Regions from separate parts of the Mus musculus genome. Here regions 1, 2 and 3 are each linked to region 4. A link is a contact called in public Micro-C and promoter capture Hi-C data. All regions are on one chromosome and are shown on one strand. Each heading gives the region's core, a stretch centred on a gene start, on an enhancer-like site or on the middle of the called end of the contact. The rest is flanking DNA. Distances are from core to core; before and after follow the strand shown. Region 1 overlaps Cfap61 (cilia and flagella associated protein 61). Region 2 holds the start of Napb (N-ethylmaleimide sensitive fusion protein attachment protein beta). Region 3 holds the start of Crnkl1 (crooked neck pre-mRNA splicing factor 1). Region 4 holds the start of Nkx2-2os (NK2 homeobox 2, opposite strand).

Region 1 (2,860 bases), core at 298-2,797, 1.1 Mb before region 4:
TTGCTTTGACTTTATACTCGGGTCCTTAATCCACAATTAAAGGCGTTTAATTGCAACCATAACTGATGAATCCATTAAGGTCTTTAAAGGGAATCATACCATTTAATCCCCAAAGAACCTTTCTTCTGCCATTTATGGTATTGAGAAAAGGTTTAAACAATTATTTTCTTTTCACAAAACATTTCAGCTACAATGTTTACTATTTAACAAAAGAGCATAAAGCAATTGTTCTTCAAGATGAAATTATTTTTAAAGCGCTATTTACATATACATAGTCATGTTCGACCTAAAAAGTAGAAATTTTGGGGGATCCTTATATTCTGTACTGAAACAAAAACTGTTAACACTTAGACTGAATGGCTCCCATTCAACCCTCAAAAGTGGCATTAATTTTTCAAGTGGTAACTGTTGCTCAAGATGCTATTGTGCCTGCGCGATAAATGTTTAATGATTTGGTAGTACATGCATGGCTTAATATCCATTATTTATTGCACCTTCCTTTGCTCGCCTGGCAAAGGTGACGATTTGAAAGCCCTGGCAGTCACGCAAACACATTTATATGAAACCAATGGCTGATAATAAATTTCCTTACTGTAAATGTCAGTGGGTTTCATGTGTTGCTGACATTACATCTTGTTTGGAAGCTGAAGGCTACACAGTTAGGGGACTCGCCAGATGGTGTCATTAACGGGAATGCTGGGACTGTTTACCACTGACATGCGTGTGAGAAATTAAAAGTACGTGACCTCTCTTTACACCAACCCAAGTGAGATGTTAACGGTGATCGGGTGTTAATTATGGTACACTACTGTCCCTGCCTCCTGCCAGCCACTCCAAAGGATTGTAGGAGATTGGGGGGGGGGGTTGTGTTTGAGCAAAAGCAGGAATTTTCCTGAGGATTCATGTTTGATTTTGTGTTTCTGATGTGAGCCTTCCCGGAAGTCACACCTGCTACCACATAAGCATTAACCCTTGAGAGCCCCAATCCAGCTCCCACCAGGACGGCTAGGCACAGGGAAGCCTTTGTGCTAATTAATTATGGAATATTGTTTTCACTGTTTGGTTTTGTTTTCAAAACTCGGGGTATATCAAACACTTAACTTTGGGGAGAGAGGAGTTTCTACTGGGAACAGGCAATTGGCGGGCCTTAGATAATGTCAGAATCGTCAGGAATTAATTCCAAGAGGAAACAGGTGGGAATTTTTAAAAGCAATTTCTTTCATGCTGGGGGCTCCCTGTTTCATAAGAATTAGCAGTGGACTGAGAGCCTTCTCTTCCCCCGTCAGATGTGAAATATCTGGCCCGCTGAATCAGCCTGGCACCTTCTGTTAAGAAGCCTCTTTCACTTTTGTTCACAAGAGCCACTCCCATTTATTGTATCCTGCCTTCCTTCCCGTTGAGGTTTCTGCTTAGCTGCCCGCCAGCCTCTTTTCATTTCAATTTAAAAAGAAGGTGGATTTGTTTTACTCCTCCCTCCAAGCCCTCCACTTGGACCAAGAAGCAGTTCCATTGATTCTGACCAAATTCCTTTGAACTGCATTTGTAGCCTTCGCACACTCCGTTGGAATGTTCAGAAAAGCCCATTCTTTCAAAACACCCATTGTACATTGCTTGTACAATAGCCCGAGTGAGCCTTTTGGTATGCAGAATTTTAAAGTCGTGTGAAAGAGAATCCAAACCATTGTTCGCACTGGGATGAAAGGAGGCACCCTAATTTCTTGAGACAGAATCAGAGATACAGTTGGATGTCAACAGAAGTACCGAGGCTGATTGAAAAAAAAAAAACGAGCCATGGGCACAGAGGCACACACTAGACCTTAAAAGCAGTCACGTGTGTTAGCCAGTTCACTGGACATGTGTGTGTTGGAACATACCCAGGAGCAAAACTAAAGAAATGGTGAAAGAAAGCAAGATTCAAAGCAAAACAAAACTATACCTAGAAAGAGCACTCACTTGCACAGAAAGTCTCAGAATAAGAGCGTTGTTTTCAAGGGCTGTCATTTTGTAGCAGATGCCCAGGGGCTGAACCCAGCAGTGCAGGGCCACTTGCCCAATGTGCACCAAACAGCTTATTCTCTGCAGGAATAGAGTTTTCATTTCACTCTGGCTTCAGAGATGTGCCAAATAACACTGGCTAATGGGAGGTGATGAGGCACATTCGGTTGGCCCTCAGCCCCCCCTTCCCGCTTCTTCCTTAACTCCTGTTCCTTTTCCTTGTGTTTCCCTCTATGCTTGCTTCCTATATTTCCAAGAGTGCCAGCTCCGCCTTTGGAGAGACCTAGTCTGTGAACTTACATTTAGAGACGGACTGACCTGCGTGTTCTGTTCAGCCTCGCTCTGGCTCCCCCTCACCCCCAGTTAGTTCTCTCCTTTGTCTGCCTGGAGATACTCTGTTGATTTTTGTAAAGCCAGCTCAGCTGTCACTTTCTCTGGGAATCCTTCCCTGACTTTTCCTGCTATCTTGGGCCAGCTGATTCCAGGGCTGTCCAGCTGAGTCCAGAACTGCCTGCGTCCCAGAGCACAGTCCTGCCTACTCTACCGACACACAGTCCCTGGGGCTAAATGAGTTCCTTTAATCCTGTGCCTTTTGAATGCATTCACTCACAGTAGTAGCTTCCCAACACACTGCCCCCTCACATACACTGCATCGCATTTGTTTGCCTGTGTCCTCACCTCTCAAGGCTCATTCATACCTCAGCACTTAGACCAGTGCTCACTCTATGCCGCTGTTGTAGTTAGCTGGTGAGCTAAGCTTTGAGCTAACAGATAAGATCTGTGAAGAGCTTCTCCACATGGCCACATAAGCAGCCCACATTCATATATACTTACCATTTCCACCAACAAGTTAGAGTGGCTTTGT
Region 2 (2,812 bases), core at 111-2,610, 1.5 Mb after region 4:
TTCTCTATCTTGGCAGACCATGGTACCATAAACTGTATCAATGTGACTCTAAGCATTTCCTGGAGATGCAAACATAATGGGGCTCAATTAAACTATTATATAATAATTAATGTAATTAGTAGTCAGATGAATGAAGTAAAAATAAAAGTCAAAGTTCACTGGGTACATTTTCAGCACTTAAGTGTCTATACTGAATTTTTACAGAAACTGCGTCTCACAATGCAGCAGTTTAGTATGTACCTCTAGTCCCTCTCGATAATTAAAATCTGTTCTTGGTACAGATCTTTCACTTTCAAATGGGAGAAAAAAAAGAAGAGGCACACGTAATTTCTACCGCTGTCATAAACAGCTGAATCATTCGCATAATCAACAGCCCAGAATTCTTCCACAAGCTCTCAGGGCAGGTTTTGCTTTTTGAAAGCTCAGAATGTAAACCAAACCCTTCCCTACCAAGATATGTAAGAATTAACAAAATCACGGGATTCCCAAAGGATACTCTGACTTTAAAAAGGAGCAATGTTACATACAGTTCATCAAACGGGAAGCCTGAACTACGGATACAAGTCACTCTGGCAAATGAAAAACACACCAAGGAGGATATGATTTCAAGGCCCTTGAGCCAAGGCCAGCGGGCAAGTGCCCGGGATACAGGGGCGCAGACTTCGCGCTCCCCACGAGCCACCAGCTGCTGCCAAACTCCAGGTTGAATTCCAGAACCTCACAGTCCTGGCTCCCCCGGGGGATTTACGGGCCCAACCAGGGGAAATGAATAAATCTGGTCCACCAGGAGGGGTGGCATCCTTGAAGAGGCAGCTTGGCGCGGACCCTGGAGCTAGCACCGGACCGTTGGCGACGCATGGGACTTGGGGGACCACAGAGATCTCCGAGGACGCGTAGGTGTTCTGGGTTGTTTAAGGGTGCCTGGGGATTGTGAGCTAGAGGTTCTCCGGGTGTGGGTGAGGGGTGTCCAAGGCCTGAGGATCCCCAAAAGGTTCTGGGGCTTGCAGTGTGTGCTGACTGGAGAGACACCCCAGACACGGCCCAAGGGATGCGATGAGGCCCTGGATGCTACGGGACCCAAAACAGAGCGTGGGCCACTGGGAATCCCGTAACCCTAAGCAGTTGCGCGGGGTACTCTGCGGTGGCAGCCGGCTGGGCAGGGGATCGGGCACCAAGACCCCTAAGGGCAAGACCTCTGGCGCTCACCCGAACAACCCTCGGAGGAAAGAGTGGGAAGCCTTCACTCGCTTCTCGGCCTCCGCCATAAGCTGGACCGCTTCTCGCTCCTTCCCTGCGTTGTCCATGTCACCCGCTGCAGCCAAAGCCTCCTCTGCTGACTAGCTAGGCTCCCGGGACGACTTAGCCCTCCCTCCAGCAGGTGCGGACACGCAGGCGCGGCACGCGTGGCCTTTCGGGATCTGTAGTCCTACATTCCACCTTAATGCCAGTTTGTCAGAGACCACAACTACAGTTCCCAGCAGGCTGCTGGGCAGGGCCGGGCGTTCTCCCGGACTCCCTGGAGGAGGGGGAAGGGGCGTGGCCTTCTGGAGGGGTCTTGGGCCTTGGACCCTTGGAGGTAGACTTCAAGGTTGAGAGAGAGAAAGAAAGAGAGAGAGAGACAGAGATAGAGACAGAGACAGACAGAGAGAGGGAGACAGAGAGACACTCTACAAGCAATACTGCAAAATTTAATCTAATGCAGCAGTTCAGCTCAATTTAGTCAACCATGTGGTGCCCCACCTCCCAACTCTGCCAGAAAAGCAGCAACAGCTGGCCTAAAGAGCTATTTTTAATTTCTGACAGCAAGACATTAAAAATGCATCATCATCCCCAATATAAATTCAGAGTTGATTTTAAGCGTCCCCAAACTACAACTTTCCATTTGGTCCTCTTGTTTAAAAATGGATTGCATATCTTTCCTGTAGGCACAATCTACTCTTGTTATTGACTGAATTCTATTAAATGGCTATAAGCCAGTGAACTCTCTTATGCTTTACATAATGCTGGCTATAGTGGGTGGATCTTGACAAAATTCCTGTCTGCCAGGAAGACTTCTAATCTACTAAATATCCATAGATAGATGCAATCCTGTGCCAGTGACTTCTAGGCCTGTCCCAGAGGGAGGTGTTTTTTAATACAATGTCTAGACCATTTATGCTTGGCAGTGCTACTTCTTAGGTGGTGCAGCAAATAGAATTACTGCCAAATGAGAGTTTCTGATGATTTAAAACTCTTCATGAATACGCTGTAGGAACTGGCAAGCAGAATTTGTCTAAGAAAATGAAGCCTGTTTTCAGAGAACATAGCAAGAGCGTTTAAACTCCTGGAAACAAGCTACCAAAACTGATGTCACAGTGTGGCATGATCCAACCATAGCAGGATGCTCTCAAGATAGAGGGGAATATCGGCTCTTGGTGCATAGTTTTTTTTACAACTACTATGAGCTTGTTTTTTTGTTGTTGTTTTTTTTTTCACTTTGGAGAACTGATTTGCAAGTTTGGAGCAGGAGGGTAGACGGAGGTAGGAAATTGGAGGTGGCAGTGGATGTTGGATTGAAGAGAGAAAAATTGCAAAAAGTGAACCAACATTGGCATTTGAAAAGGAGTCAGTTGGGGAATTTGGTGGATTGAGTCAACTCCTAAGCATCATGGGCAGCAGCAGTGTGTTGATCAGAGCAATTCCCAACCCTGGCTGAATGGAACAACTCTGCAGGATAGTCAAGAAATATTGATCCCTCTGCCACTAGTCTTTGGTGTCCAGATCTCCACTCTACCCTATTCTGGAGTTAATCATTCTAAATTCTAAAGCTTTG
Region 3 (2,700 bases), core at 154-2,653, 1.2 Mb before region 4:
CTCTTTATAACCTGCTTAGAGAACTCCTCTACATATTTTAATCCTTCTAGTGGACAAGCTGGTTTTCCATGACATTTTAGGCCAACTGAAACTTGTTTTTACTAAGTCTCCATCATTAGCCTGTAAGCTTTTAGAGCACCTGAAGCTATAGTTCCAACACAGGAGCTTAAAAGTCAAATGTGTTCAAGTGCAGATGGACCCTAAGTTCTAATTGGCCTTTTTACTGCTGTGATCGAACATCACCAACAAAAGCAACCTGCAGAGGAAAGAGCTGACTGATTGGCTTACACAACTGGACCACAGTCTTCATGAATGGAAGACACGGCAGGAAGCTGGAGGCATACCAGCTGTGCTCAGTCTGCTCTCACAGACTACACCAGAGCCCCTGCCCAGGTGTGGCACTGCCCAAGTAGGCGGGGGGGGGGGGGGCGTCCACATCAATTGGTAATCAAGAAAATGCCTCACACACTTGCCAGCAAGCAAGCTTAGGGACGAATTTTCTTAGTCCAGATGCCTCCTCCTAGATAACTTTATCTTGTGTCAAGCTGTCAAAAACTTAGTCAGCATGCATTCCCTGGCTTTTATGACTCAGGATAGGGGTTTGGGAGCGGGGGTAGGGGGGAAGCTACCACATCAGACTTTTACAATAATTACATGTGGAAATAAGAACTTGTCTCAAGACAAAATGGCCAAATCAGACTTCCAGAGAATGACTGTATGTGATGGCTAAGTGCAAGATTTGACACTTATTAAGTATTGATGAAGTATCAACCACAGTTGGAAATATAACAATTTACTATCTAACCTAAATTTTATGCCATTGCCCAGAGCCTATCCTCTGCCATTCTCTTCACTGCCTAACTTTGATGCAGCCTAAGTGTTAACTTCCTTCACAAAGTTTACCCTCAAGTTTACAGGCACCCTTCTGGCTCTTGCCCATGGCATATCTACACTACTTGGATACATCTATCTGGGTTGCCATTTCGCTCTCTCTCCAGTTTTAGTGGAGCACTCTTGCCCGGAGTAAAAGTAGGGGATCCCCAGAGACTAGCAAAGCAAACAGTTTACCGAACCGAACCGATGCTTTGCAACCCTGGAAGGAAGGCTGGGCAGACGCGAGACGAGCTCGGAGTGACAAGACCCTGCGCCACCTCACCGACCACCTGTCTTCTTGGACCGCGGCACAGAGATCGCTGTCTCGAATCTCTGGTGCCCGACACCGCAGATGCTGTTCGGGGGCTCCTCCCGGTCGCCTACCTTGGCCACTTTAGGAATGCGCTGTTTCCCGGCCGCCGTGGAGGCTGCCATGACTGCAGCCGTGGAACTCGAGCGATCCTGGCCGACAACCGGACTTGAGAAAAGCACTTCGAACCGGCCGGCACAACAGAGTCAGCCACAACAAACTAGATACCGGAACCGGAACCGGAACTTGCGAAGACGACCTTTGACCGCCTCACCAGTCAGGGGAAACGCCGCGTCGTTTCCTTAGCAACTGTGTGCGCGTCCTCTGTGGAGACTTGCGGCTTGCTGGAGCTGCGGGTGAGGTGGGTAGGGCGGGCTGCGCCGCAGGGATATAGGGCTCTGGCGGCGAGGGCTCATCCAGGTCTATCTCCGGGATGCGTGCAGCTGTAGGCCGTGGCACCTTTGAGGGGCGTAGAAATCCATTTCAGGTGTAGAAACTCCGGGGAGAAGGGAAAAGCACCGAGGAAACCCTGCAAGCAGCCTGGGCAGCGGTGCATTCTGGGATTTGTAGTCTTTCGAGTTCCCGCCCCCTCGCCTTAGGCTTCCCCGCGATTGGACCAAGTTAATAATCTTGAAATGTGGATTTTTTTAAAAAAAAAATCAGAAGAGGTATTTTTGAAACAAGATGTTAGAGAAAGGTGGAAATTAGTCAGTAGCAAAGCACCTACAGAAACTGATCAAATTTTTAGTCTGTAAATTTTTTTTTTTTTTTTTTTTTTTTTATTTTCCGAGACAGGGTTTCTCTGTATAGCCCTGGCTGTCCTGGAACTCACTCTGTAGACCAGGCTGGCCTCGAACTCAGAAATCCGCCTGCCTCTGCCTCCCAAGTGCTGGGATTAAAGGCGTGCGCCACCACGCCCGGCATGTAAATTTGTATTATCTCAATTCTCTTATCCTTAATATCCTTAGCTATAAAAGGATAAAAGTATCTATTTCCTTAAGATTAAAGAAAAAAATCTGTCTCTGTAAAATACTCGCTAGATGTTAGTACGTATAATATCTGAAGTACATTAAAAACAGTGATTTAGCATATAGTTAAGATAATTTTTTAAAATAAAAATTTTGGAATTGACAGCAAAATTGGGAAGGTGAGCTTTTCCTACTCTTTCCCCACCCTCAAAGGACTTTCTACGATCCATCCCCACCCCGTGTCAGTTACAAGAAACTGTTAGAGTTTACTTTTGTAACAGTCTTGAGATTTAGGACAACGGCAAGATTTTTTGTTTTGTTTTGGAGACAGGGTTTCTCGGTGTAGTCCTGATTCCCTGGTTGTCCGGGAACTCACTCTGTAGACCAGGCTGGCCTGGAACTGTCAACATCCTCAGGGTACCTCCTGTTCATCCTCCCCCTCGAGCCTTTGTCCATCAATACTCCTTTTTATCAAGCATTTTGTTTGTTTGTTTTTTAATTCCTTCTTTGAAAGTTTTGCGTCTTAATCATAGCCATTCCTCCAGCTTT
Region 4 (2,837 bases), core at 269-2,768:
AAAGTGGTGCAAAGAGAAAGCCATCAGACTCAATCTCAGACCCCCCCCCCCCGTCCCCTTAGCCAGAGGTAAATTAAACTTAACAAAGTGATAGCCATCAAGTGTAGTGGTTTCAACAGCTTTTCAGGCTGAAGGAGCCACTCAGAGATTTGGGCGAGTGAGGGGGGCTTGCTTTCCTTGTTTGGCGCTACCCAAAGTCACTTTCCCTCCCCCTGTTGGGGATTCAGAGAGTGCACAGAAGCCGGAGAGCGCCAGGCCAACAAGGACTTTGGACCACTGGCTAGCAGGCTGAAGGCCAAGCTGCTCTGGTCCTGCGCGGAATCGTTTGGGTCAGCCCGCCTGAGGCCTATCCCGTGCACTCCTCCACTGTCTGGATAACCCCGCGGCCACTGCGCTGCGAGAGGAAACGCCAGAACTAGCCCAGAATACAGCCCTAGGCTCCAGATTTGAGGTTGACGCCCCTTCCAACTCGGCCCGGGAGGGAAAGTAACAAACTCAAGAACTGGGCTTGGTTTTGTGTTTGTTTGTTTTTTTAAACACAGGATTTTTATTAAAATTCTTATTTAAAAAAATCGAAAGCTTTCAGCGCCCGGCGCTCTTGGGGAAACCACGTGAAACTGCTGAGTTCCAAGCTCCGATGCTCAGGAGACGAAAAAGGGGGCCCGGGGGTGAGTTCCCTACACATATTTTCCTTTTTCATAGTTGAAAAATGTTTGCACTGAACAAATTAAAAATAAAAATAAAAATAAAAATAAAAACCCGCTGCAACTCAAACATAACCCACCGAAAACAAACGACAAAGAGAGGCAGGCCCGGTGGGGATACAGGCCCATCCAGAACGTCATTTGGCAACGATCACTAGCGATATTTACAACGAAGAGCGAAATTTGCCACCAGTTGTCAGAACGTGTACATGGCCATAAATATTTAGCATTTTCTTATAAAAAAAGAAATCCTCTATATTTTAAAGTGTTCTCCACTTGCTTTTAGAAGGCTGACAATATCGCTACTCACACAAACATAGTTTACAAAATTCACGAAAGCAGTGCGGGGGTGGGGTGGGGTGGGGGCCGGTTGGTCCTTTCTCTTTTCAAGTGACAACGTTAACGTTGGGATGGTTTGGTCCCCTCAGGGAGAGAGAGGCAAAGAAGCAAAGCTGCACAAACATTCTGTAAACACGGCTTAGAGTTCTATCCTCTCCAAAAGTTCAAAGGGGAGAGCGATGGGGCAGAGTCAATGGAATCTGCCACTCGGGGAGGCACAGGCAACCTCCCTGTGCCTCCTCAACTGAGTCGAAAGTCAGACTCGACTCTATAATAATAATTATAATAATAATAATAACAACCGTGGTAAGGATCGAGTCCTCCTCGCCACCGGCGCCGCTGGGGTGGGGCCAGGGCCTAAGGCCTCCAGTCTTGGAGGGGCGGCGCTCACCAAGTCCACTGCTGGGCCTGGACCAGGGGGTGTGCTGTCGGGTACTGGGGGGTGCTGGCCGAGCTGTACTGGGCGTTGTACTGCATGTGCTGCAGCGACTGCGCGCTGTAGGCGGAAAAGGGGATGCCTGCCTGGAAGGTGGCGGCTGCCAGGTCCTGGGCTTTGAGCGCGTGGCACGGTTTGCCGTCCCTGACCAAGACCGGCACTGCCACACGGCGCGGCGAGGGCAGAGGCGTCACCTCCATACCTTTCTCCGCCCGGGCACGTTTCATCTTGTAGCGATGGTTCTGGAACCAGATCTTGACCTGTGTCGGCGTGAGACGGATGAGGCTGGCCAGGTGCTCGCGCTCGGGCGCCGACAGGTACCGCTGCTGCCGGAAGCGCCGCTCCAGCTCGTAGGTCTGCGCTTTGGAGAAGAGCACTCGGCGCTTCCGCTTCTTGCCTGCGTCCCCCCCGCCGCCCTGGGTCTCCTTGTCATTGTCCGGTGACTCGTCAGCCGAGGGCTCTGGGGATTTGGAGCTCGAGTCTTGGGGGGGAGCGCTGGCCGCCAGCCCGTGCACTGGGTGGGGGGGGGGGGGGGAAGAGAAGCGCATCAGGCGGCTGGAGGCCAAGTGCCACCTGGGTCACCCGGAGTCCCAGGGCTCTTCCGTGGGCCCTTGGCCCACTGGACCAGCCCAGACCCGCTGCCTTTGCAGCAATCCCCGCCCGAGTAAGCCGTCGGGGTCTGCTAGGGTTCAGAGGAGAGTCTGCGCAGCGGGGGCTCTGAGGCATAAGTTTCTAGGGGTTCCCACTATTCAGGAGAATTTAGTGCGAAGCGCAGAGTGTGGACGGTCATTGAGGGTTAAGGGCTCTGGACCCCTTAAACAGTTTCCTCTTTGGAGAGACGTGGGCAGATTTTTAAAAGGAAAACCTCACAATCCCAGCATTGATGGGCTTGGCGGGGTAAACCAGGTTTGGGGGGCTTTCGCTTTTGCTTTCGGACTTTCTGGATGGACACCCACACCCGCCGCTGCACGCACCACATAGTTTTTCTCTTTCTTTCTTTCTTTCTTTCTTTCTTTCTTTCTTTCTTTCTTTCTTTCTTTCTTTCTTTCTTTCTTTCTTTCTTTCTTTCTTCCTTCCTTCCTTCCTTTCTTTCTTCCTTCCTTTCTTTCTTTCTTTCTTTCTTTCTTTCCTTCTTTCTTTCTTTCTTTCTTTCTTTCTTTCTTTCTTTCTTTCTTTCTTTCTTTCTTCTTTCTTTCTTTCTTTCTTTCTTTTTTCTTTCTCTCTCTCTCTCTCTCTCTCTCTCTCTCTCTCTCTCTCTCTCTCTCTCTCTCTCTTTCTTTCTTTTTTTTTTACAATCATGCAGGGGCAGGGATGAGCTATTATACCCCAAGCCTCCTCCACCCTCTACTGCTAGCCGG

Evidence for each region. Promoter capture Hi-C pulls out the DNA fragments that hold promoters and counts their contacts. A called contact is a pair of places that touch in the nucleus more often than the background predicts.
Region 1: a contact with region 4 is called in a Micro-C map of embryonic stem cells, with 3 times the contacts expected there. The contact joins the enhancer-like site here to the promoter of Nkx2-2os in region 4. A contact is called at or near these places in 3 of 39 promoter capture datasets (hippocampal neurons, liver and stem cell-derived epiblast-like cells), 1 of 484 Hi-C or Micro-C datasets (embryonic stem cells), 1 of 115 datasets of contacts at active chromatin or transcription factors (astrocytes) and 2 of 9 other capture datasets (embryonic stem cells and liver).
Region 2: a contact with region 4 is called in a promoter capture Hi-C map of neural stem cells. The contact joins the promoter of Napb here to the promoter of Nkx2-2os in region 4. A contact is called at or near these places in 2 of 39 promoter capture datasets (liver and neural stem cells).
Region 3: a promoter capture Hi-C map of liver shows a contact between it and region 4, with 6 times the contacts expected there. The contact joins the promoter of Crnkl1 here to the promoter of Nkx2-2os in region 4. A contact is called at or near these places in 12 of 39 promoter capture datasets (the 3T3-L1 cell line, the C10 cell line, the HPC-7 cell line and 7 more), 2 of 484 Hi-C or Micro-C datasets (the P5424 cell line and embryonic stem cells), 1 of 115 datasets of contacts at active chromatin or transcription factors (stem cell-derived neural progenitor cells) and 1 of 9 other capture datasets (embryonic stem cells).

What each region holds. Positions count from the first base shown.
Region 1 is chr2:146,061,179-146,064,038 of GRCm38.p6, forward strand. All of the region lies in intron 17 of Cfap61 (cilia and flagella associated protein 61), which reads left to right. Among named protein-coding and RNA genes, the nearest start is that of Gm34629, 37 kb to the right of the region's middle. Within about 2 kb of position 1,548, at least 79 of the 459 cell types and tissues checked have an H3K27ac peak or open chromatin away from gene starts, as enhancers often do. A contact at or near this core is called in astrocytes and embryonic stem cells, where this site is marked.
Region 2 is chr2:148,731,060-148,733,871 of GRCm38.p6, forward strand. It overlaps Napb (N-ethylmaleimide sensitive fusion protein attachment protein beta), which reads right to left and starts at 1,361. Exons shown (of 11, transcript NM_019632.3): 1 at 1,207-1,361. The coding sequence starts at 1,304.
Region 3 is chr2:145,933,297-145,935,996 of GRCm38.p6, forward strand. It overlaps Crnkl1 (crooked neck pre-mRNA splicing factor 1), which reads right to left and starts at 1,404. Exons shown (of 14, transcript NM_025820.3): 1 at 1,258-1,404. The coding sequence starts at 1,308. It overlaps Cfap61 (cilia and flagella associated protein 61), which reads left to right and starts at 1,488. Exons shown (of 27, transcript NM_001369121.1): 1 at 1,488-1,544.
Region 4 is chr2:147,182,565-147,185,401 of GRCm38.p6, forward strand. Nkx2-2os (NK2 homeobox 2, opposite strand) reads left to right here and starts at 1,519. Exons shown (of 6, transcript NR_030769.3): 1 at 1,519-1,796. Nkx2-2 (NK2 homeobox 2) reads right to left here. Exons shown (of 2, transcript NM_010919.2): 2 at 588-1,993. The coding sequence ends at 1,431.